Regions from separate parts of the Mus musculus genome. Here regions 2, 3, 4, 5, 6 and 7 are each linked to region 1. Evidence: chromatin contacts called from public HiChIP or PLAC-seq, Micro-C and promoter capture Hi-C data. All regions are on one chromosome and are shown on one strand. The core of a region is the stretch at or near the end of the contact, and the rest is flanking DNA. Distances in the headings are between cores, read along the strand shown.

Region 1 (3,298 bases), core at 312-2,811:
GCTGAAGAGTAGTCCACAATTGTCCCTGACTAGCACGGGATTTCCCATGCCTCTCAGGTAGGGCTGGGTTCTCTTGGGTCAGGTGGGGCCAGGATGCACAGCTTAAGCAAGCGTCTCATACAGAAAAGCTTGTTCAGAGAGAGTTGCTTCTCTGCCTCAGGTAGACCCCTCCCAGTCTCCTGCACAGGGACTCAGTATTCATGTTAAGTCCCACAAGGAACCAGAAAAAAAGGCTGGGGAAATCTGAACAGAGCAGCCACTGCCTTGGGTCAGAGGGTACCTTATTAGAGAGCAAAGAGAAATCTGAGGCACTGGCCCAAGACAAGGGGCGCTGCTCACCGAAGAGGCAGGTGTAGAGCTTGCAGGAGGGAACCAGTATGATCCCGTACAGGCCTCCCAAGTGCAGCAGGACCATGAGAATGATGTTCCTCCAGACGTACTCCAGCTTGGGCGGGGGTCCCTCCTCATCCTGATAGGTGGGGTCGTGAATATCTTCTTTCATTTCAGGACGGATGTCTTCTTCCAGGTGGAGGGGCACCGTCTTCACCTTCTCTCGTTCATTTCCGGAGGGAGGTGCAGTGATGGTGGTGGTGGTCGTGTAAGAACTGGAGATCTGCAAAGAAAAAATTCAGTCGGGGGAGGCCGATCTGTGGGGCTCTCTCTCTCTGTCTCTCTCTGTGTGTTGTGTGTGTGAGAGAGAGAGAGAGAGAGAAATAGGAAAGAAGAATGAAACATTTATAGCCTCAGTAACACACAAAGGGATCCCCGTGTAAGTTATACAAGTATCGGTAGGACGGGCTTTTCTTTAAAGCAGCGGTTCTTAACCTGTGTCTCACGCTCAGCCCCTTTGGGGGTCAAATGTCCCTTTCAGAGGGGCAGCCCAAGACCATCGGAAAACAGATATTTACATTACGATTCAAAACAGTACCAAAATTAAAGTTATGAAGTAGCAACGAAATCATTTTATGGTTGGGGGGGAGGGGGTCACCACAACATGAAAAACTGTAGTAAATAAAGGATCGCAGCATCTTGAAAATTGAGAACCGCTGCTTTAAAGCTAAAGGCACGAAAGTTGGGACTCATCTGCCCAAATTACAATCTACACCTCTCAACCAACCGGTCACGTCAGAATTCGAGAAAGCCCAGTAGTCCGGAGAACTCTCAACTTTCTCCTCCCGGGACCAGTCACCTAGCTGCGTGGCCAGTGCAAGGAGCGAGGGCCGCTTCTGGAAGCTCACCTCTTGGAGCATGTGGGCCGGCATGATGATAGTCAGTTGCTCGCCTCACTTTCCCAGTGCTGAGATCGAGCGTGGACTTCGGTTCCGGAGCCCGTTGGTGTAGGCGAGTGGCGGAACTGCGCTTGGAAACCTGCCCTCCTGACTCTCGGGATGGGTGTTCAGCCCGGTCTGGCTGTGCACAGATCTCCCTGGGCTGGGATTTTAAAGGGTAGAGCAGGCGATGGGATGACCGTGTTCAGTATTTCCTCAGCCCCCTTTTATCGGCTGCCAGCAAAGGGTAAAGAGCGCAGAGATAGCTAGCCAAGGAAGCCAGGCGTGGAGGTGAGGGAGGGAGGGAGGGAGGGAGGGAGGAAGGGAGGGAGGGAGGGAGGGAGGGAGAGAGAGAGGGCGGGACCAAGAACGGGAAAGAAAGCCAAGTAGATTCCAGAGTAGACCTTGGAGGCGCCGGGATGCTGAAGGCATCAACAGGGCGCGCTGCTCCAACCCCCTGCCTGGGGATAAATGCTAATGTGCCTCCTGTGAAGCCCGTCTTGTCATTGGCCAAAGAGAATTTGGTGCCACCTTGTCCTGCCTTTTCCATTGGCTAGGCGCAATCTGCTGTTCCCTCTGCCTCTAGCTTCTCGCTCTCTCCTCCCCTCTTTTTCTCCTTATCCTCTTTGCTGTGGGCTGATGGGTGACTTTTCTTTAAGAGCAGGATAACGTGATTCCAAGTAGGAATTGTGTGCAAGCCTAGGACTTTGGTCTGGCGCTTAGCAAATGGTTCACTGGGGAAATCGCATCGAAAGAAGTGAGGAAGACACTGGCTACCGCCACTCACAACTCGGTCTAACTTCACATCTACCCCCACTTCCAGGCACCAGCAAAGAGAAACCCCGGGAGACTGGGATATGAGGGTGCGCCCAGGGCTCTGACCCGGGAAAACAATAGTGTATCCCTTCAGCCAGCATCCGGTTGCTGCTGCGTTCTTGACAGCACACGCTGAGTTACAACTGCACTCACTCATTGGGCTCCGTCTGCCGGGGACCGCCTCTGCTGGGAGCCAGAGCCCAATCCTAGCTGCTTCTCCTCAAACGGGACGGGACGTTTGAGAGCTCCTTAGATCCTCACGTTGAGATTCCAAGAAAAGGGACTAAGGAATCAAAGGGCCTGAGTGTGCGGTGCGAATAGCAAACAGGCACTTTGCGATCCCTAAGAAGTCTCAAGAATTTCCTTTTTGTTGAACCCACACTGACCCTGAGCAGTAGGTATTCCTTGGTACTTACTGTTATTGGTTTCTTTTTAGACAAGGTCTCTGAAGCTCTGACTGTCCTGGAACTCACAGTGTAGACCAAACTGGCCTCAAGCTTCATAGATCTGTGTCTGCCTTTGAGCTGGGTCCAGCTCCTCGGTCTTTTTAAAAAGGAAGTGAAATTTAAAAGAGTTGAGGTTACCTGTGGTCACGCTTAGCCAGTGTATGGTGGAGCTAGGAATTGAGTATCAGATGAGTGGCTCAAAGGTAAAGGCAGGCCTGGCATGGTGGCGCATGCCTTTAATCCCAGCACTCAGGAGGCAGAGGCAGGCGGATTTCTGAGTTCAAGGCCAGCCTGGTCTACAAGGTGAGTTCCAGGACAGCCAGGGCTACACAAAGAAACTCTGTCTCAAAAAGCCAAATGCAGCCTGGTCTACATAGTGAGTTCTTTTCTTTTTTTCCTCTTCTCGCTTTTCTTCTGCCTGCCTGCCTGCCTGCCTGTCTGTCTGTCTGTCTGATATCAATGGCTTTGCAGCCTACTCTACATAGTTCCTTTCTTTCTTCTGAAAAAAAAATTTAAGATACGGTTTCTCTATGTAGCTCTCACTATGTTGGAATTTGCTTTGTAGTCCAGGCTGGGCTTCAAACTCAGAGGTGTGCCTGTCTCTGCCTCTCAAGTGCTGGCATAAAGGTTTGTGCCACTAAGCCCAATTTACAAAGCAAATTGTAGATCATTCAGGGTTACATAGACCTGTTTGACAATAGCAGCAGCCAGGTTCTCCTGGGAATTTCCCCTATTCCCTCATTCTGCTCTTATCCCCTAGATCTGGGG
Region 2 (3,298 bases), core at 468-2,967, 490 kb after region 1:
AGAAGAGAAGAGAAGAGAAGAGAAGAGGACCTCTGTCCTAAGGCAATTGGTTTTCCCCATACTCCAGTTTCAGAAATGATATCTGTTGCACTTGGTGACTATAATAGTCTGACACATCCTGGCTTTCCCTGTATTGCTGATGTTACGGTGCGGGGAGTGGGGCAGGATAGAGGAGGCTCAGGGAAAACCTAAAAGATCTGCACAGCCTCACACAGAACTCCACAATGTCAGGTGGGAGACTTGTAAGGTCTTTGTCCCCCATTCTTTTCTGCCTCAAATACAGAACCAAGGTCAGACCTGAAGTGACTTGGCCAAGGTCCCATAGTCAGTGGCAGAGCTAGAAGGGGGACCCAAGGTAACCAGCCTTTGACTCCTGGTTCTTTACAAAACTCTGCTATCTTCTACATCCCGCTTATGTCAAAGAGTATGGTGTCCTTCGCCAAGTCGCTGCAGCCACCACAGCCCCCAGGCTGACCTTCCCTCCCACCAAGGAGGACAAGCTTGTTCTCTCTAGAGCAAGATTGGTCTCTTTCCCCAAGGCCAATGCACTGGCGCTCCCCCAGGGCCTGGAAGAGGGAATACACGTTGGGAGAAGCATTTGAACTTTCTCTTCTACTCCAGGGAGATAGCAGAGGCTGACCATTCTTTATCTATTTGGAGGACAAGGAGTGAAGGGGAGGCAGAGCATCTCAAGGACTTGCTGTATCTTCAGAGAGTCCCAGTAATGTTGTCCCTTGATCGCTGTGAATGTGTTTATACCAAAAACACTTCAAATAACCTTTACTCTGTGTCAGTATTCTTCTAAGCATATTACGGATTCATTTGCTAATTATATTTTATGTAAATGTAAGCTGGGCATGGTGGCACATGTCTGTAATACTATCATATAGGAGGCAGAGGCAGGAGTGTCAGGAGTTCAAGGTATGCCTTAAACTACCTAGGAAGTCCCAGGCCAACCCTGGCCCCATGGCAGAAATAACTAGTATGTGTGCATCAAACCATTCTGTCCCCTGGAACTCAGTGTGTGTGGGCCTGTGAAGGGGGCTGGGGACAGAGGACAATGACAGGCCTCCTATTCTATCACTCTCTAACTTACTCCCTGAGACAGGATCTCTCTCTCTCACTGAGACTAACTGCTGGGCTGGGGGCCAGAAAGCCCCAGTGAGGGCCTGGAGAGCTACCTCAGGAGAGGAGAGTGCTTTCTACTTTTGCAGGGTTCAATTTGCAGCACCCACAAATGTAGTTCAATTTCAGGGGCTCTGATGCCTCTGGGTTGGATGTCTTCACCTGCTTCAGAGTCTTCAGCTGCTCTCCGCAGGCAGGAACATGGTGCATGGTCATCCTCGCAGGCAATCGCTCACACAAGCACACCTCCGCAATCTTCCTGTTTCTTCCCCATACACATACCTGGGGTGCTGGGGTTGCATCGGTGCTATGGGTGGCTTTTTTCCTGTGGGTTCTGCATATTTGAAACCATCAGTCTCCCCAACCCAATCTGGCCCCCTCTTTTAACCTTAGATTCTCTTTGCCTCTTGTTCTTGTGCCTGGAATACATTTGCATCTCTTCCGTGGGTGTTTATTGTCAGTTTGCTTCCTAGACTAAAATATTGACCCTGCAGAGATGGGGTGAGGGAAATTCCCTCTGCCTCCACGTTAGCCTGATGGATAAGAGCCAGAGGGTTTGGCTTTCAGTTCCTGCTCAACCAGATCCTAGCTGTGAGGCCTGGGGCAAGCTGTTTACACTCTGACTCAGTGGGACTAATAACAGTATCTACTTCAGAAGAGTACGAGGCTTTAGTAACTTAATCAAATGATATAGAATTACTTTATAAATTAATATTTAATCTCAATCCTCCTGTCTCAGCCTCCCTACTGATCAGATTTCACAAGAGTGCTCCCCCTCCCCCATGCCTTTGTGAAATTTTTAGACCTCACATGAAAGAATGGGGGGGAGGGGGCTTGAGGCTCCTGGCTGATGACAGCATGAGCTATCCAAGAGGGGGGGTGGGCGCTGAAAGCTGTTGCTCTAACAGGCAAGTAAGAATGTCTCAGGTAATAGCCCTCTCAAGAATGTGTGACATCCTGGGGCTGGAGTGTGAACCTCGACCTCTCTTAGGGCCAGATAAGGCAGATAACTTGTGTTCTGTGGATTTCCTCTCTCGATGCAAAGTGCCCCAGAGAAAGACTGAAGTTCAGAGTTCGTTTTCTGTCCTGCTAAGCCTCCAAAGGCCTGGTGGGAAAATATCTACATAGCAGGCTTTGGAAAGGCACATTCCCACGGCCTGGGAATCTTCTCTTTACAGCCAGTACAAGGACTGGGGGCTTCCTGTGATAGGGAGGAAGATTCTAAACATTCCAAAGAGATATGATGTCCTTTGAGTCAGCACAACTCTTGTTTACCACAATCTGGGTCACCCCTGCCCTTGGCTTCTTTGAAGAGCATGTTTCTGCTTGAGATAGGCAGCCCGGACCACAGATAGCTCCCATACCATCCCTATTTAGAGGCTTTCTGCCGGGCTCTGGGAGCTAGGGGTGAGGGGTGTGGTGCCAAGAACCCACGGCCCCCTGGCTCCCTCCCACACAGCAGCCCGCACTGACATCTCTGAGGCCTTTGATTAAAGAGACAAGTGACTTTGCCCATTCTATTGATCAGAATAAATTACTAGGAACTAATTTATGGGCCTCCCCACGGCCGATGACATGGTGGATTGTGCGCTATTGGTCAGTAAATTGGATTGTCAGGCTAGATTATTGGTTCGTATACAGTTATCTCTCATAGCAATATCAGGCAGCTCAGGTAGAGGAGTGAAATCCTTTCTCTGCTGCCAGCCTGCCAGGATGTCAGGCAGGAGGCCTTCTCCTTGGCTGCTGGGGAAGGGCGGGGAGGGGAGAGGAGGAGAGGGGAGGAGAGTTGAGCGAGGCCTCTGTGCAGGATGCTTATTAATTAGTGCAGCATCACAGCATTAAAAGAACATTAGTGTGGAATCGTCTGCAGAGTGATGGGGAAATGACATTGTGGGCCTCCTCCTGATTCTCCAGCTATGGCTCTGTTGGGTAGAAGCAGGGAGGGGGTTGATGAGCAGACAGGGGGATGGGAAAGATAAAGGGTGAGGGGCAAAAAGGGCCACGGGGAGGGGAAGGGAGAGGAAAGGCCATATTTGCTGGGAGTTGCAAGCAGAGCGGATCTGCTAAGTGCCAGCGTCGCTGAGCCACGCTGGGGAAATGGAGCTGCCGTTCTGCTCAGTACATCACAGCCAACGATGAAAAGTTCTGGAGCTGGGATTTCTCAGGCAATTTG
Region 3 (3,298 bases), core at 537-3,036, 470 kb before region 1:
CCAGAAGGCTGGGAACGGTGATGAACTTGAAGCGCTGGAAGGCAGCATGCTGAAAAAACGCTTCCTTCTAAGGCACAGGGAAAGAGCTCTGCTCTGGAAACACCGAGATAAACATTCAGAACAGAGTCTGCTCGACCCTGACCCTTCGGCAGGGGTAGAGCATCCTGTGGTACAGCAAGCTCAGTGGGGCAAGGCCCCGCCCTGCCACGTGGGTGAAGGAGGAATGTGAAGAGGGTCTCACAGGCTAAGGGGATGCTCGGAGCTCGGTGCCAGAAAAGAGGGGGTGAAGAGGTTAGGAGGCCCTACTTTGTGGGTTAAAGGACAAATAGTTCATACATATTTGAACAGCATCTATAAAGATTACTATCACGCGCCAGCCCAAACCATACACAATGTGATAAAAGTTAGCTTAAAAGTTAGCACAGTTTGAGTCAAAATGTTCTTGGCTTGTTGGAAAAACTACCTGTGACAACATGCAAGTCACTCCCATGCCAGACTTAGCACTTCCCCACTACACACCAAGATCTCTGTCTAGACAAGCCATTGGGTGACATTAACACAGAAACATGAATGACACACACACACACACAACAGGTTTCACTCATTTCAACCCAATATTATGTGAGTGGGGGAGCGGGGAGCGACAGTGAAGTTGAACATCTGCTACATAATTTGTAAAATTAACTTTGTTTTCCTAGGACTTTGTTGTCACCAGGAGGGATCGGCTTCAAATACAAATGAAAGACTTTAGCGGTGGAAGGGCCTGAGAGATCACGAGATTCAGTAGTTTAGGGGGAATGAGGCCCGATGGATACACTAACTTGAACACTACACCTCGACTATGCTTTTCCTACGACTGTTTTATAAATGCAGCCCTAACTGAGAAATCAGGTCTGCTTGCTGCAAAAATCGCCTGTTGATTAGTCAGCTCTATCAGCGGCATGTAACTCGACTAAGCACAGTGGAGTCCAAACTATGCTCCTACCAGAGAATCGGTGTCATCACTAGCTTGTCACCATTATTAATTAGGAAGTTCCACAAGGTGCTCCCAAGACTATAAAAGAAACACTGTCAGACAGGTTACAGAATTTGCCAGCCATAATCCCACATGCGACCTTGCTTTTCAAGTTGGTTTTTCAACACGACCCTGTGCCCTAAAAACACCCTTCGCAGCTCTTAATACACACCACATGCTGTCCTGTCCGGTCACCCCAACACCCCTTTATTCGAGTGACAACCATCCTCCTCTGACACAAGCATGCAATCGTCCTGGGTACCTAAAAACTCCAGTAAGCCAAAACTGCATCTCCAGCTAAATATAAATAGTCCCGGGTTATTTGGGAAACCATCGCTGCCTGGCTGTCACGAAATCCCGGCCTCTCATGCCCACCAGCTGCAGCAGTGACCAGGAGCAGGACTGGGGCTCAGTTCTTCAACTCAAAGCCAAGAGGCAGGGCGGCGCAGTGACAGCGCCCCGGCTGGACACCTCGCCCCCCGGTCCGCGCCCCGGGACGGTCCCTAGGGCTGCTGCCCCCCCCCCCCTGCACCCCCTCGGCCGTGAGTGAAGACAGCGAGGGCCTCGCGTCTCGCGGAGCGCAGCTCAGCGCGACCGAGAGCTGCGCCGCAAGCCCCGCGCGCCCCGCAGGCGACCGTCCCCGCTACCCCACCACCCCGCCACCCCACGGACGCCCGGCCCCGCACCGACCTGCTCTCTGCCGCTCGGCGTTCCCTCCGCGCACAGCCACTGGTGGCCCGGCCGGGCCGCGGTCACCTCCCCTCAGCGGCGGCGGGCGGGCGGGCCGATCCGGGTGACTCCGCGCCGCCCCGCCTCCCTTAGCGCCGCTTCCGTCCGGTGGCCCCCGGCTCCGTTTCCCGCGCTCGCGCCCCCTGGCGGCCGCCTAGCCCGTCGCTCCGCCACGTCAGGGCTCGGGCTCCCAGGGCCTTTCAGGGAAACTGAGGCACGGACTGCGTGGGGGCGTTTAGCGACACACCTCGCTCAGGCTAGGATCCAGATCCCCACGCACTCGCGCTACCGCCAACCTAGAGAACTCAAATTCTCCGCTGCGCGAATTCTCTTACTCCGAGGCGGAGGCTAGCCTTGAACCTTCCATCGTCCTTCACTCCTCCAAGTGCTGGATTACAGGGGAACACCATCAGGTTACTGCCCACTCCTCATCGATTTTTTTTTCTTTTCTCCCGAGCAAAGTCTCACAGGACAATTTTGAGAATTTAAAAGCAAGGAATCACAGAATACTAGAACCAAACGTCCCGGTTTCTGAAAAGTCCCGGAAGACTTCTGACTGTTAAAGATCGCAAGTGCGTGGAGGAGCTGGTGCAAGCGCGGGGACCGACCTAGCAGATTTGAGGAATGCAGGAATCATATATCACTATGCACACACAGCAGAGATAAGGCTTTATTTTAAAATCTCATCAGCTAGATTGTTTCTTGACTCTTCAAAAATCGTAGTAAACTAGACATAGCATAAAGTGTATCGTTTGAACCATTGTCAAGTGTGCGTGCAGTCCATCAGAGTAGGTAAATTCACATTGCTACGCATCCATCATCTTGTCCGGCACCGGGACCCCAACTTCCCAAACTGAAACTGCTCTTATCGTACAGGGACTCCACTCCCAGCGATTCCTAGTCTCTCGTGTCCTTAAGAATTCGTCTACTCTGAAGACCCTCATACATGCAATCTACAATACTTGGCCTTTTGGTGCCTGCCTTATTTTGGTTAGAATAATGCCCTAAGTTTCATCTGTGCTGTTCTATGTGTCGGAATTTCCTTCCTTTTTACTGCTAAATATACTGCGTTGTGTTTAGGCGTTTGTCCTTCACTGGGCATTCGGCGGAGTTTCCCCTTTGGCTACTGTGGCTAAGGCTAGGACCCAAATCGTACACGTATCTGCTGGACCCATTGCTTCCAGTTCTTTGGAGGCTGTACCTAGGGGTGAAACTGCTGCTCACATACATTATTCTCCTCCTTTGCTGTCTGAACACTGAAGGAAGGCATTTTTGTGGTAAAACATAAATATTCCAGATTTTTGTTTTTGAAAGAAATTGATCAAATGCTTCAGCGGCCTGTCAAACAGTAAGCTTTTCTCCCCCTTTCAAGTAAAATGACAATCTACTACCTAGATAATGGTATTATTATCTTTCTTTCTTACTTACTTTCTCTTTTGAGACAGAGTCTCCTCTCTCTTATGTGGCTTTGACTGTCCTAAACCTTGCTGTGTAGACCAGGCTGGTCTCAAACCCCCAGCGATCCATTTGCCTCTGCCTCCACCTCCAGGTGCT
Region 4 (3,298 bases), core at 393-2,892, 430 kb after region 1:
GCAGGTGGAGGCTGGAGGAGGTCTTAGGGAGGTGGGGTGGTGGTGGTGAGGAAAGAGTGGGGAGGTGGGGGGTGGGGAGTCTACAGGGAGGTAGGGATGAGGGGAGCCGCAGAGAGCTCATGGTGGCAAGGGGGGAGTCGTTAAACAGAATCTAGTGCTGATGAGGAAATTACACTTGTTTCATTAGCGATGGGGAAGGAGATAGCTCAGTTCCTCTTGGTCACAGTTGAGCTCAGAAGCTCATTATCCTGCTGCACGCATGCTTTCCCTCCTCGTCAATAAACAGGCTTTCCAGTGGCTGCATCCCCCACCCCCACCCAGCTCCTTCTTGGAGTGGGGCCCCTTCTCCTCTACTTAACCCGCGGTTAGGGATCACTGTAAACAGTCTGGGGTCATCACACAGGAGAAAGGGCCAGGGGGGAAACCCATAGGCCTGGCCTTTCTCCTCCTGGAGGGAGGGAGGTAGCTCCCGAAGGCTCCCAACCCACTGTGCCCTCCACTGCTCACTGCTCCTGAGCCTGCGAGCAGTCCAGTGGATTCCCGCAGTTCACTTCCCCAGTTACGTGGCCCTTGTACTGAACCTCAGGAGGGAAAAGTGGGAGGGGTTATTTCCCAGGAGGGCACCACCACTACCACCTGCCTAGCTTTGGCACAGCTCTGAGATGCCATTCTTAGGGCTTTCTGGGACAAAGTGTCCCAGGGGCCTTCCTGCTCCACCTTCCCCCTCTCTCATGCTGTAGAATCCCTAAAGCCAGTGTCCACTGTAAAAGCTCTCAGCTCCCAATTTACTTAAGTGGGAGCAGCCAGACCAAGACCAAACCCTTCCTGGGCAGCGATCTCTTGCAGGAGAGCCCAGGCACAAACCCGCCCACAGATTCCCTCCATGCCTAGGTGTGCAGGGATCTGGCTGCTACTTGTCTATGGTGGCTGTCCCCATGCAGAGCTCGGAGTGTGTGGATTACCTGGCCTCTGGCCTGCTCCCAGGGGCCCTATCCCTGCTTGAAACACCCAAGACTGGGACTAGTGAGGACAGGACAGAAGAGGCCAACTGGACACGTTGAACGCCTCTAATTCCAGTTCCCCGCCCTCCCACAGGGAGCGAGTTCTCAGGCAACCCATACAGCCATCCCCAGTACACCGCCTACAATGAGGCTTGGAGATTCAGCAACCCCGCCTTACTAAGTGAGTACGCCACCTGGCAGGCCGGCGGCTCCCAAGGTCGCCTACCCGCTCGCCAGCTCGGGCGCGCAGGCTGCTTCGGGATACGGATCCCACTCAGGACCACCCCAATTCTGGGTACCCGGATGGGCCAGGGAGACAGGCCCATTAGAGCAGCGCCGGGTCCTGGGGATACCACCAGGACGCCTGCGCCTCCAGCCTCTTCCCTCCCCTACCTCTTGATCACTGGAGGGCTCTTAGCCAACAGTGGCCGTCGGACCCCTTGGGGGATCCGCAGCCGGGTGTCACCTGTCCTGTCCCTCTCCCGCCCTGTGGATGCAGCACTACTCCTGGGCATCTGGCCTCGGGGCCGAGCCACAGTCCTCCAGGCCTGATCCCGCTGGACCCGGGGAGGGCTTTTCTTTGCTTTTCTTTCCTTTTTTGTTCTCCTGTTTGTCCTCTCACCCAGCCCATTCTTCTCCTGTGTTAACTTCCAGGTTCCCCTTATTATTATAGTGCCGCCCCCCGGGGCTCCGCCCCTGCCGCTGCTGCCGCTGCCTATGACCGCCACTAGTTACCGCGGGGACCACATCAAGCTTCAGGCAGACAGCTTCGGCCTCCACATCGTCCCCGTCTGACCGCCCACCCCAGAGGGAGGGAGGACCGAAGCGACGCGCTGCCTCTCGGCCACCGTCCCTGTCCCACCCCCACCTCGAGACATCCTCCCCCAAGCCCCGCAGCCCTTCTCATCACCCTGTCGATGGCCAGACAGGACAGGTGGAGCCGCGGGTGGGACCCTCAGGCCCCAGCCCCGCCCGTCGCCCCTCCCCGCCTGCCTGGACCGCGGCGCCGTCCGGAAGCCCGCCCGCCTCTGGCCCGCGCGCCGTTTCTGTGACACACAATCAGCGTGGCCCACCCAGGGGCAGCCCACTTCGGACGCCCGGGAGTCGGGAGGCTTCGCTGGAGAAGCTGAGCAAGGGAAGCTAAGGAAAGGACTTTGTGCTGAAGGAGGAGCCGCCGGGGAGACCCTAGGGGGGAAATCCTGCCCCATCCCCCCTGTGCCTGCCAAGCTGACCCCGCCTTCTGTCTGCGCCCCGCCCCAGACGGTGGCACTGGGACGCAAGGGTCGGACTCGAGGGACAGCGTTTGGGGCGACAGCGTTTTCCAAGGCTGGTACCCAAGGCGAGCAGACGCCAACTGAGCTCATCCACCTGAACTGCCTAGTTCCCTTGGGCCTGCGATCTCCTTCTGCAGTGACTCTCCTCTCGGCCCCGCCTTGCCCTTACGTCAGCGCCTCTTCCACCTGCTGGCCTCTCACTTTTCCCTCCTGTGCTTCCTCGGCTCATCCCACGACACCTTGTGTTTGGTCCCAAGCACGCAGCCACGTCGGGGCCACCGCGGGAACCGTGTCCTCAGGCTGCGGCTGCGAGCATTGATCTTTTCCCATCAGTAATGCGCTGCCCACCCCCACCCTCCCATCCCAAACTCCCAACCTGCGGGCGCAAAAAGCCTGGAAGGAACTGACGACCGAGCCGCCCCAGATGAAAATCCGGGTCTCCCCGCCCCATTCCCCCCAAGCACCCCCTCCCCAGCCTTCCCTTGGGCAGGAGCTGAACAGAGCCTCAAAAAAAAAAAAAAGTCTACACTTATTTAATATGATGATGGTCTTTGCAAAAATGAACAAACAAAAACCCAACAGGCTGCTTTATAGAAAGACGGTGTGTGCTGTCGAGGCGAACCTCTCTCTGTACATAGCCCCTCCCTCTCTGCCCCGCCCCTCCGGGTACCATAGAGTCCCTGTCCTCCCGCCCCCCCCCCGCCCCCCTGCCTGTAGATACACCCTTCTGTCCGTGCTGTGAGAGTCGCCGCTCGCTGGGGGGAGGGAGGGGGGACACAGCTACATGCCCACTAAAGCACAGCACGTCCTGGGGGAGGGGGGCATTTTTTTACGTTACAAAAAAAAATTATGAAAGAAATCTCTATGCAAAATGACGAACATGGTCCCGTGGACACCTCTCGCCTGTTTTGTTGACTGTTTCTCTGTAATTCCGTGTTCATCGCCCTGCATCTCTCCCACTTCATCTCCCTTTTCTCTGCTACTCTCGACCCCTCTGTGTCTCTTTCTCTTCTTCACTTGTCT
Region 5 (3,298 bases), core at 441-2,940, 350 kb after region 1:
AGACGGGCTGAGAGTCTAGTGGGTGCTTCCCCCAACCCCATCTACTGCCGAGGCTTTTTGGCTATAGGGACAGGGGCACTGTCTACACTCATTGCCCTTCCTCTGGGCTTCAGGAGCTGCAGACAACACCAAGGAGTCTTGGGTCCGCCGGGCAAGAAAGCTGTGTTTCTCAGCTTGAGCTTCCTGGAGCCGCCCTTTTTCAGACCCAGGGAAGCCTGGGAGGAGGGAGCGAAAAAGGGGGGGGGGGTGAGTTAAAACATCAGCTGAAGTGCCAAGATGATTTATGAGACTAGGGAAAATATTTCATAAAGATCTCCTGGATATTCTGTACTTAACCAGTTAGGAGACAAAGGGCTTCTCTCGCTTAGTGCGTGCGAGAAGACCCCAGCGAACAAGGGAGCGAGTGCGGGCCAGGCTGCAGAGACTGGGCCAGCGGCTCTGGTAGGAGCCGGGCCAGGCCGGCGTGCTGCGCCAGCTGCGCTCGCTCGGGATCTGCAGAGCTGGCGGCGGGCGGCGCTCAGTCGCGTTCATAGCCTCCTCTTCTCCCCAGCCGGGGAAAGAGAACGCCTTGGTCCCGCCTTGGGCTTCTGCATCCTCTGTCACTGCCGCGGACAAGCCGCTGCGCACCGTCTCCCGGCACAGTCCCTTCCCTAGCTACCCGAGGGTCCAGGTGCCAAGTTCCCTGGCTCTCCTACCATCCGTTGGGTCCCACCAAGGCAGGTGGGTTCTAGCCAGAGGCCTCTAGCTTGATTCCAAACCAGGCGTCTGGACTGCCCAGACTCCGGGGAGGGGGTGCGCGCCACCGCGTGTGGGACGGGAGGGGACAAACTGCTGGGCACTTTGCCCCGGAATGAGAATCATGCGTGCGTGGATGGGAAGGTACCACAGGAGGAAAAGGCGAAAGGGAAGGACCAGAGGGAAAGGGAGAGAGGAAGGAAGACACAGGGAGAAACGGAAAGGAACTCAGCGCAAGGGTAGCCGAGTTAGGACAGGGGCTGCGGACTCGCGGGCGTCTGGGATTTGCGGGCATTGGCCGGTGGATGGCAGGGCTGGGCGAGTTAGGACTGAGAGCCTGGCTTCGGAGTGCCGCGCGCTCGGAGGCCCTCTGTGGTTGCCTGAATATTCATTAGGCTGGCCGCTCTTTATCCTTATCTAACGTTTATCTTCTCGGCGAGTTTCGTTTCTCAGTGTAGTTTTAATCCGGGGCTCCCATTCCTCCTCCCCCTGGCCCGCTCCTCACCCTCCCTCTTCCTTCACCCGCTGCTCCCTCCCGTTTCCCCCCCCTCCCGGGCCCTCCCCTCGCCAGCACCGGAGTGACAGGCGCGGGGCCCTCCTTGCCGAAGCTCGGGGCTCCGGCGCTGGCGAATCACAGAGTGGTGGAATCTATTGCCTTTGTCTGACAAGTCATCCATCTCCCGGCGCGGGGAGGAGGAGGGGGTCTGGAGGGGGCTTTGCAGCTTTTAGAGAGACACACACCGGGAGCCCAGGCTCCAGTCTCCGGCCGAGTCTTCTTGCAGCCGCAACCCACCTGGGGCCAGCCCAGCGCTGCGGGCGCCGCTCGGCTCCTAGGCTGCCTCCCTCCCTCCTGGCCCTTCGGTCGCCGCGGCGTGCGCCTGCCTTTTCCGGGGGCGGGGGCCGGCTCGCACGCTCCCCTCCCGCGGGCGCCCGCTTGGACATCCCGGGGATTGCTACTTCTCTGCCAACTTCGCCAACTCGCCGGCACTTGGAGCGGCCCGGCTCCCCTCCTGGCGCCCTCGGGCCGCCCCCGCCCTGAGCTCTCTTGGTTCAGAGCCTCTCGGACAACCGGGTTCCAGGGGAGCTGAGTGAGCCGTCTTCCCTACCCGGCCTCAGCTCTGGCCGCAGCTGGCGCGCGAGCCATGCGCCCCAAGTGCCCCTTGGTCCAGCCAGTCGCCCCGGGGCTGCGTTGCTGACTGCCCAGCCGCGTGCCCCAACGGTGGCAAGTTGCAGCCTCTGCGGTCGCAAACCCCAGCGGGCCCGGAGGAGTCCCGGCGTGGAGCGCGGCGCGGCGTCCCCCGCCCTCGCTTGCCCCCCAGCAGTCGGGCGCCCGCTCACTCTCCCTCCCCCACCGTCCCTTCCTTTTCTCCTCAAGTCCTGAAGTTGAGTTTGAGAGGCGACACGGCGGCGGCGGCCGCGTTGCTCCCGCTCCTCTGCCTCCCGATGGATATGCACTGCAAAGCAGACCCCTTCTCCGCGATGCACCGTGAGTACCGGCGCCCGGCTCCTGTCTCGGTTCCAACCCCATGTAGCCCCAGCGCGGTCCGGCCCCCTGCGCTCAGGTCTCACCCTAGAGGCCACACTGGCCTTTCCCTGCTCCCTCCTTTCGTCCTTTCTCTTACCTAGTGTTTCTCACGCCTTCAGCCACCGTTCTGCTTTTTGCCACGCCATACTCACGGTTCTGCCTGCCTTTCTACCTTCACTAGTGTCTCACCTCCCTCGGCTCCTTCCACCTGCTCCTCCTTACCTCTCGGGATCCATAACCCTGGGCCCAGGTTCCAGCCACCCACCCCCTAGTCAGTCTTTGCCCTGGACTAAAGGACTAATTGGCAGTAGTTTTCAGGCTGTTCTCTCTCTCTCTCTCTCTCTCTCTCTCTCTCTCTCTCTCTCTCTCTCTCTCTCTCTCTCTCTCCTCCCTCATCTTTACCTTCCTCAAACTTAGAGTTGTGGGTAATCGTGAGGAGGCTCCTAGTTTGGGCAGCCTTGGTGTCAGGACAATTATGCCTAAGATCCTGGGGGTGTGACCCCCTTCTGAGCCTAAGCTCTCGGCGCCTCTTGTTCCCTTCGGCTTAGTTAAGGCTTCCTGGGGGGCTGCTTTGCTACGTCCCACCCTTTCTCCCACCCTCACCTCTTCCCCCCCCCCTTCCCTTCCCTTTTAGCTAGGAACAGGAGAGTGGCCGGTCACTTTTTTTTTTTTTTTTAACTTTGCCTAGGGAAGTGATCATTCTAAAAAAAAAACAATGAAGGATTTTGAGAAGAAATCAAAGTCAGGGAGAGAGGTAGAGCCATCCAGGCCAGCACCTGGATGCTGTACACTCGAGAGACTTCCTTGCCTGTCTCCACTCACTGTTGAGGACCATTCAGCCAGCGCCCTGGCCAGGGGGTCAGCAAGAATGGATATAATCAGAGGGAAAGAACAAAAGAAAGACAAATGCCAAGGCTGAGGAGAAAGGAAGGAGAAATCAAACCAAGAGGGGGGAAAATCAAGGAAAGAAAATTAAAAGGATGTTGGGGAAGAGAAATAAGAAAATAGGAATAGAGGAAATATCATAATGATATTTGA
Region 6 (3,298 bases), core at 393-2,892, 340 kb before region 1:
TTTCTGTCTAAAGGTAACAAAAACCTAGCATGGAAAGACAGACAGCGAAAGGGTTGAGTTGACAGCTGAGAGAGGGGCTTGTTTATCAAACTCTGTAGTATGTGAACGGTGAAAGCACCCCCTGCAAATTTGGGACAAATACAACACAAAGTCCTACTTTACACAACGAATAGTAAGTTCCCACAACATTCATCCTTGTCCTAAGTCATAACTCAAAAGATGAACCTTTGCAGGTTCATTAGTCATTTTTTTTGGAGTGGTATCTCCGTATGTTCTCTTCGTGGTTTTCCTGTCAGAAGGACAGTGATAAACTGGATGGAAATGTGGTCCAGGCTGGTATTTCTTATGCTAGAACTCCATCTGTTAAGACATACCACCAAAAGTATGTATTTTCTAGGATTCTGGACTGATCTAAAAGTAGAAATACCAGTTTAGGGGGCATGATGGAAATATTCAAAAATCTGCTTGTTTCAGAATAAACCACTATCCCAAGTTGTCCACAAACTGGCTTCTCTTCCCAGCTTATACCACGAGGACCTGGTGGGAAGTTAGACTTGATTTATGCCAAATCAGGTGGATGGCAACTGAGTCCACACTCTTTTTCACCTTGACTTGAAAAAAAAAAAGTGAGAAAAGTGGCCTGCAAATGTGGTTTTTGTCTCTTGGCCTTTAGGGATATATGACATTGCTCTGGTCATGAAGACTTTGGGGGACATAACCAGACAATGGGAGATTTTTTAATGAAGAAGAAAAAACCCAACTTAGTGTTGGGGAGAACTGTCTTTATGTAAGACAGAGATCCGGAAAAAATCCACAGCGGCAAACTAAACACCTGTGCAGTTGTGCGGACTATGAGAAGTCATCTCGGTTGCAGTGACTACTTCCGTGCCCCCTAAGGTGTCTTCAATTCTGTACAGAACGAACTTGGCACTAAACTGCCCCGACAACGGAAAAGTGCCCCGCCAAAGGTTAACTCCCGGCAGCTGGGATGAAACCACTTCCCAGGCAGGGCTGGAAGCAGCTCCCCTGACGCCGCGGAAAAGAGCAACTTCCCAGACTTCGCTGTGACCCATTGGACCCTTCCACTGTGCTTCTAGAACCATCGCGGGCTGCACAGGGCGGCGCTCACCTGTAGTACACGGCCAAGTGTCCCTCTTCGATCTTGTGGATGGAGGCGTACAGGAGGATCGCCACCAACCCCACCACTGCAGCCACCAGAAGCCGGGCTTGAGTCATATTCATCCTTGTTCCTCCTGAGCATGGGGAGAAGAGGAACCTCAGTCCGTTGAGTGACAGGCCAGTCCCCACCCAGGGAAGAGCCCGCGTACGGTCGCGGGCGGCTGAGGCGGGAAGCCCCGCGCTCCGGCCCCGGGCTCTCTCTCTCTCTCTCTCAGCTAAGCGCTCCCCTCGCCAACCCCCTGCGCGGGTGCCCCCGGCTCGGCGTACGTCGTGACACCTCTTCCCCGACTCCCCAAGCGTTAGGTCCCGACTGAGGGCGGCCTTGATCGCAGGCACTCGGAGGACCGCGACCCCCGAGCCTCGCCTCACCGGTCAGTGACGCATCGCCCCCGCCCGCACGTGCAGCCGCCACCCGGCCCCGCCAACTGCTGCCAACAGCCGGCCCCGCCCACCTGCCCGGTACTGCGGCTGCGCGGGGACGCAGGCGACGCAGCCCCCGCCCGCGACTCGCGAGACGGTGCGCGGGCGGGACAAAATTGGCCCCGGGTGCGCGCACAGTGTAGTGATTCTAAGTGCCCAGACGAGGACCAAGTCTCCTGGGGTGGGTCACTCGGACAGACGCTGGTTGAGGCATGCTAGTGCACAGGACCAGCCCCTCAGTGTAGGAGTTGTTCCTGCATCCTTTTGTGGTTCGTCCCTAGTCCAACTGGCAAGCACATTCTCCAGGTACACACCCTGCACTAGGGAAACTACCAGACCAGTCTCAAGGAATCAGGGGTTCGAGTTCAGAAGAGGAAGCTATTCAACCAGAATTAACCATTCAGACTTGGCCTGAATATTTATTTTGTGCCAGAATGCTACACCAGAGTGCTTTCTGAAAGCCACCCAGAAACAGGATCAGAATGATATATGTATGTTGAATGTGGAGGTCGGGATTGTCTTGTAGGCCAAAATGAGTAGTGAACGCTTGAGTTTTCATGACGGCGATAAGGTTGAAAGGAGTTGTATGGCAAGATAGGCTAGAACCAGATTTACAAAGTCTAGGATCCATTTTTCTGCTGATAGAGAAAATGTATGACAAGAAGACAGTGACTTCATTTATGGCTGTTAGGCCTGCATGCATGTCAGTCACTATCTGTGTGCCTGGTGCCCTCAGCAGTCACAAGAGGGCATTGAATCCCGTGGAACCAGAGTTAAAGGCTGTTGTGAACTGCCACATCGGTGCTGGGAATCGACCTTTTTTTTTTTTCACTGTATTTTAACATTCTATACCACGTGGACCTGGTGAGATAGCTCAGTGGGTAGAGGAGTTTGTGAACTCCTGAGGACTTCATTTTCACCCTAGACCTCACACAGAAGTGAAAAGCAGAGAACTGACTCCACAAGTTGTCCTCTGATCTCCACACATAAAGGTCCATGCCCCACACCACACACCAACACACACAATAATTAATAATCATAAAAGGTTTAGGGAATAAACCCACACCATGTGCATGTATTACAAAACAAAAACTAAAAGGAAAGGGTAGAGTTTAGAGATATAGGGACACATGGGAAATAAGGGCATTCTATTTCACTAAGGGCAGAGACAACTAGAAAAGGTTAACAAGGTTGGAAGGATTACCAAACTCCTGTGCAGGAAAATACCAGAAAGCAGTGCTTTTGGGGCATTGTATCTGTAACTGGCTGAGAGTGAAGACAGACAGGAAACTGGGAAACGGATATACAACAGCAAATACAAGGTTATGTATGATGCTAGTAACAAAGAGAATGACAGGCAAGAGAATCAATTCAGGCCTTTGTAAGAGCAAATCTAGCCACACCCCTTCAATACATGCACTAACCTGTATCGTGCATTTGATTTTTATTACCACGGAATGTATGGGACCTTGTTTGTTGCAGACCAATATTACAGTTTAGCTATTTTCATCTCCTCTGGTCCCCTTTGTTGGTATTCTGTCTAAGCTCCACTCTTACAGTTCCTGGCAGCAGCCACATATGCTCCCCCACCACCCCCCAGTTACCTGGCAACAGCCAGGTAGGCGTGGCCCCATAAAAGGGGCTGCTTGGCTCCTCCTCTCACTCTTAAGCTCTTGCCTCTCTTACCTCTTGCCTCCTT
Region 7 (3,298 bases), core at 471-2,970, 320 kb before region 1:
TGCTTTTAACATTTTTTCTGAAGCTAAAAGAAGAAAAAAGGTATCTTTAGATATTAGCCTGGCTGTGTCTATCAACATCAAAGAAACATAATGGGTTGAAAGTGTCTTACCCAAATAGGCATCCTATACTCCTAAGCCCCAATACCTTAGAAGGTTACCTCACCGGAAATAGTCAACTTATAAAGTTAATCACCTATGTATGTACGCATACTGGACTAAGCTAGGCCTTCCCACAGTGTGACTCTTTTCCAGAGTCCTTAAGAGAACAGTCTTGGGGAGGCGGGGTACACAGAAACACAAAGGAGAATGGTGATGACAAGTCAAGCGGGAAGCCGAAGGAAGGACAGTCAGCATGGCTGGTCGTCCGGAGAGCTAGCAAATCATCTGTTTTTGCAAATTTCCAGAATCAAGGCATAGCTAGCACCTTGATTTTTAGATTTTAGCCATGAAATTCTGAGCTTTTACATCTATACTGTTTTAAGCCACAGAGCTGTTATGGAAGTTACAGGAGAATAATATATATTTTTCCCCTCCAAAAAACTTATCTTAAAGTAATACATAAACAGGTTTCAGAAAGCTAATTGTTGGCTAGGAATGTTGCTTGGTAGTAGAGGAGTTGCCTAGTGTACACAAGGCTTTGAGTTTGGCTGCACGTGTTTTCATGCCAGATTGGGATGCAGAAGCAGACAGGTCTCTGGGAGATCAAGGCCAGCCTGGTCTATGTAGTCAATTCCAGGCCACCCAAAACAACATAAATAAAGATCTTGTATCAAAAACAACACAAGGGACTAGGTTCAATTCCCAGTACTGTAAAATACATAAAAAGTATAAAAAGAAAGGCCTGTCCCTTTACTCAAGTGTTCTCACTAAAGTGACTGTTACAAGATACAGTCTCTATTCTCTCACAAGACAACCTAATCTATGCATGCTTTCCTCACAATTGAATTATCACTGTGGTGGTTTCCTGAGAATGGCCCCCACAGGCTCATATACTTGAATATTTGGTTCCCGGGTGGTAAACTGTTTAGAAATAATTAGGAGGTTCGGCCTTGTTGGAAAATTTGTCAGTGGAAGTGGGCTTTGAGTTTCAGAAACCCATGCTAGGCCCAGTCTGCTCTCTCTGCCTCCTGCCTGTGGATCAGATGTAAGCACTCAGCTTACAGCTGGAGCCATGCCTGCCTGCCTGCCAGTCACCATGCTGGTCAAGGGCTCACCCTGTGTAAACAACCCCCGACTAAATGCTTTCTTTTATAAGTTCCTTGTTCACTACAAGAGAAAAGTAACAAGAGAGTCACTGTCAAATATTCTACTGATATGTTAGTGTCAGCACAACTAGATCTATTTCACTATGTTAACTAGTACTTCACTAGTCGTACAGTATGCCTATGACAAGTCAAAGATGCTTAATGAAATAATTATGTTTTGTCATTCACAAGAATGCCTATAATATGCAAACAAAGAAATAGCACTGGAAGATAAACATATTCACTAACTAGACACTTCTGATCACTAACTGGACACTAACTGGACATTCTGAGATATCCATAACTTTGTCAAATACAAATATAAACAGAACCTACTTCCTTAAAAAAGAGATGTTTCATGAAATCAGAAAACTCAGTTTATTTGAATTTTAACTCTTTATAAATCCGTAACACATCTGAGGGAAGCTAAGGTTGTACTGTGTGGAGGAAACAGCAGCCTGAACCCCACAGCAGATGGTCAGAAAAAACCAGGACCTTGGAAATCGTATGTATGTATGTATGTATGTATGTATGTATGTATGTATGTATGTATATTTTAAACAGAAAACCAGATTAATTTAAGATTCCCCTGGCTGTGTTAGTCCATTTGGGCTGCTACACTGCTAGAACAAAACTAGAAAACAAAGGCAAATGTACTCTAGGTGGCAAATATCCATGGAAATTCATTTCTGAGTGTTGGAAAGTAAGAAGATTTGGCTCCTAGATGGCTGCCTTTTGTGTCCTCTCCTGGCAGGAAGGGCGCAGGAATCTCAGTCTTTTGTTAAAGGAAACAATTCATCCATGAAGGTCCCTTTGTGACTTAATCATTTCCCAGAGTTCCTACCATTATCTCAAGGCTCTTGGTTTCAGTACCCGATTGGGGGAAGCACACATTGCAGTACAGTGTCTGCTAAGAAGTCATCCCAGTACAGACTCGGTGTGCCTTCCTAAAATAAGACTTAAATTTCATAGTCTTAAGTCTCTTATTCATCTTCTCTAGAGTTAAGTCATTCTATTACAATTATGAAATAAGTTGCTCAATTAAGGAATGAAATGAGCTAACCCTCAAAACAAAAACAGTTTGATGACTTAAGTTATCCTGTGTGTTGTTCTGTTGTGAAGTTAAATAACTGGCTATGTGTCAACAAAGAGCAGATGGTTTTGAGAGACTGGACATCCTTACAAATACGTTACAGCCCGACACTTACATATCCCATAAGTCATCTGCTCACTATATCTCTCCAAGTCAAGCTGAATGCTTTTTCGAAAAAACTCCAATTTAGCTTTGAGTTGCTGTGATGCTGAGATCAAAGTATTCTTCATTTTTGTCAAGTTAGCATTATATCTAAGAAGACTTAACCTAAGCCATAGCAAAACAAAACAAAATTATCAACATTCAGAAACATTGAATAACAATTTGCAAACACACAGTATCCAAACTCCAGAACCTAAATTTCTATTATCAATTCAGAGAACTAGCTGGCCTATTTCCTGCCTGTGGAGTCTGTGATTAAACAACCTTCTTTAACTAAGATCACTCAGCAACTACTACTTCCAAGTCATTACAGCTGAGTGATTTTACACTATTAATACGAAATCTAAGTCTGGCCGGGAATGGTGGTGCACGCCTTTAATCCCAGCACTTGGGAGGCAGAGGGAGGCAAATTTCTGAGTTCGAGGCCAGCCTGGTCTACAGAGTGAGTTCCAGGACAGCCAGGGATACACAGAAAAACCCTGTCTCGAAAAAACAAAAAAAAAACAAACAAAAAAAAAAAAAAAAAAGAAAGAAAGAAATCTAAGTCTGGTTAGGATTATTATCAGGGTGACAGCTCAGTGGGTAGAGTGCTTGCCTTGCACGCATGATTATCTCAGCTTAGTACATGACAGAGTGTGCTTGTACCCCCAGTACTAAGAGGCTTGGGAGGGACACAGATCCTACGAGCTCACTGGCTAGTCAGTCTAACTCAGTGAGCTCCAGGTTTAGTAATAGATCCTGCCTCAAAACTTAGGTGAGAAAACACTAAGGAAAGATACCCAACATCAACCTCTGGCTT

The links. Promoter capture Hi-C pulls out the DNA fragments that hold promoters and counts their contacts. A called contact is a pair of places that touch in the nucleus more often than the background predicts. HiChIP or PLAC-seq counts read pairs in DNA pulled down with a chosen protein or histone mark.
Region 2: a contact with region 1 is called in a FOXA1 HiChIP or PLAC-seq map of pancreatic cancer cells. The contact joins the enhancer-like site here to the promoter of Scd1 in region 1. A contact is called at or near these places in 9 of 39 promoter capture datasets (the 3T3-L1 cell line, the HPC-7 cell line, HPC-7-derived erythroid cells and 3 more) and 3 of 115 datasets of contacts at active chromatin or transcription factors (embryonic stem cells, forebrain and pancreatic cancer cells).
Region 3: a promoter capture Hi-C map of 3T3-L1-derived adipocytes shows a contact between it and region 1, with 4 times the contacts expected there. The contact joins the promoter of Dnmbp here to the promoter of Scd1 in region 1. A contact is called at or near these places in 9 of 39 promoter capture datasets (the 3T3-L1 cell line, 3T3-L1-derived adipocytes, cranial neural crest and 4 more) and 2 of 115 datasets of contacts at active chromatin or transcription factors (extraembryonic endoderm stem cells and pancreatic cancer cells).
Region 4: a contact with region 1 is called in an H3K4me3 HiChIP or PLAC-seq map of embryonic stem cells, with 17 read pairs. The contact joins the promoter of 1700039E22Rik here to the promoter of Scd1 in region 1. A contact is called at or near these places in 2 of 39 promoter capture datasets (both in embryonic stem cells), 2 of 484 Hi-C or Micro-C datasets (both in embryonic stem cells) and 2 of 115 datasets of contacts at active chromatin or transcription factors (embryonic stem cells and pancreatic cancer cells).
Region 5: a contact with region 1 is called in a Micro-C map of embryonic stem cells, with 6 times the contacts expected there. The contact joins the promoter of Pax2 here to the promoter of Scd1 in region 1. A contact is called at or near these places in 2 of 39 promoter capture datasets (both in embryonic stem cells), 8 of 484 Hi-C or Micro-C datasets (all in embryonic stem cells) and 5 of 115 datasets of contacts at active chromatin or transcription factors (embryonic stem cells and pancreatic cancer cells).
Region 6: a contact with region 1 is called in a Micro-C map of embryonic stem cells, with 2.7 times the contacts expected there. The contact joins the promoter of Erlin1 here to the promoter of Scd1 in region 1. A contact is called at or near these places in 2 of 484 Hi-C or Micro-C datasets (embryonic stem cells and liver), 2 of 115 datasets of contacts at active chromatin or transcription factors (embryonic stem cells and pancreatic cancer cells) and 2 of 9 other capture datasets (embryonic stem cells and pancreatic islet).
Region 7: an H3K27ac HiChIP or PLAC-seq map of extraembryonic endoderm stem cells shows a contact between it and region 1. The contact joins the enhancer-like site here to the promoter of Scd1 in region 1. A contact is called at or near these places in 3 of 115 datasets of contacts at active chromatin or transcription factors (extraembryonic endoderm stem cells, stem cell-derived neural progenitor cells and trophoblast stem cells) and 3 of 9 other capture datasets (adipose tissue, embryonic stem cells and pancreatic islet).

The regions. Positions count from the first base shown.
Region 1 is chr19:44,406,148-44,409,445 of GRCm38.p6, forward strand. It overlaps Scd1 (stearoyl-Coenzyme A desaturase 1), which reads right to left and starts at 1,562. Exons shown (of 6, transcript NM_009127.4): 1 at 1,239-1,562; 2 at 340-613. The coding sequence starts at 1,262.
Region 2 is chr19:44,897,189-44,900,486 of GRCm38.p6, forward strand. No RefSeq gene overlaps it. Among named protein-coding and RNA genes, the nearest start is that of Slf2, 32 kb to the right of the region's middle. Within about 2 kb of position 1,718, at least 39 of the 459 cell types and tissues checked have an H3K27ac peak or open chromatin away from gene starts, as enhancers often do. A contact at or near this core is called in pancreatic cancer cells, where this site is marked.
Region 3 is chr19:43,938,412-43,941,709 of GRCm38.p6, forward strand. It overlaps Dnmbp (dynamin binding protein), which reads right to left and starts at 1,787. Exons shown (of 16, transcript NM_028029.4): 1 at 1,706-1,787.
Region 4 is chr19:44,834,296-44,837,593 of GRCm38.p6, forward strand. It overlaps 1700039E22Rik (RIKEN cDNA 1700039E22 gene), which reads right to left and starts at 1,643. Exons shown (of 3, transcript NR_045315.1): 1 at 1,196-1,643. It overlaps Pax2 (paired box 2), which reads left to right. Exons shown (of 10, transcript NM_001368747.1): 9 at 1,096-1,182; 10 at 1,675-3,298. The coding sequence ends at 1,796.
Region 5 is chr19:44,755,216-44,758,513 of GRCm38.p6, forward strand. It overlaps Pax2 (paired box 2), which reads left to right and starts at 1,691. Exons shown (of 10, transcript NM_001368747.1): 1 at 1,691-2,221. The coding sequence starts at 2,179. RefSeq lists promoters at 1-2,153, 1-2,153, 879-2,153.
Region 6 is chr19:44,068,143-44,071,440 of GRCm38.p6, forward strand. It overlaps Erlin1 (ER lipid raft associated 1), which reads right to left and starts at 1,643. Exons shown (of 12, transcript NM_001164360.1): 1 at 1,549-1,643; 2 at 1,130-1,253. The coding sequence starts at 1,242.
Region 7 is chr19:44,084,456-44,087,753 of GRCm38.p6, forward strand. Chuk (conserved helix-loop-helix ubiquitous kinase) reads right to left here. Exons shown (of 21, transcript NM_007700.2): 13 at 2,453-2,604; 14 at 1-23. Among named protein-coding and RNA genes, the nearest start is that of Erlin1, 16 kb to the left of the region's middle. Within about 2 kb of position 1,721, at least 12 of the 459 cell types and tissues checked have an H3K27ac peak or open chromatin away from gene starts, as enhancers often do. A contact at or near this core is called in extraembryonic endoderm stem cells, where this site is marked.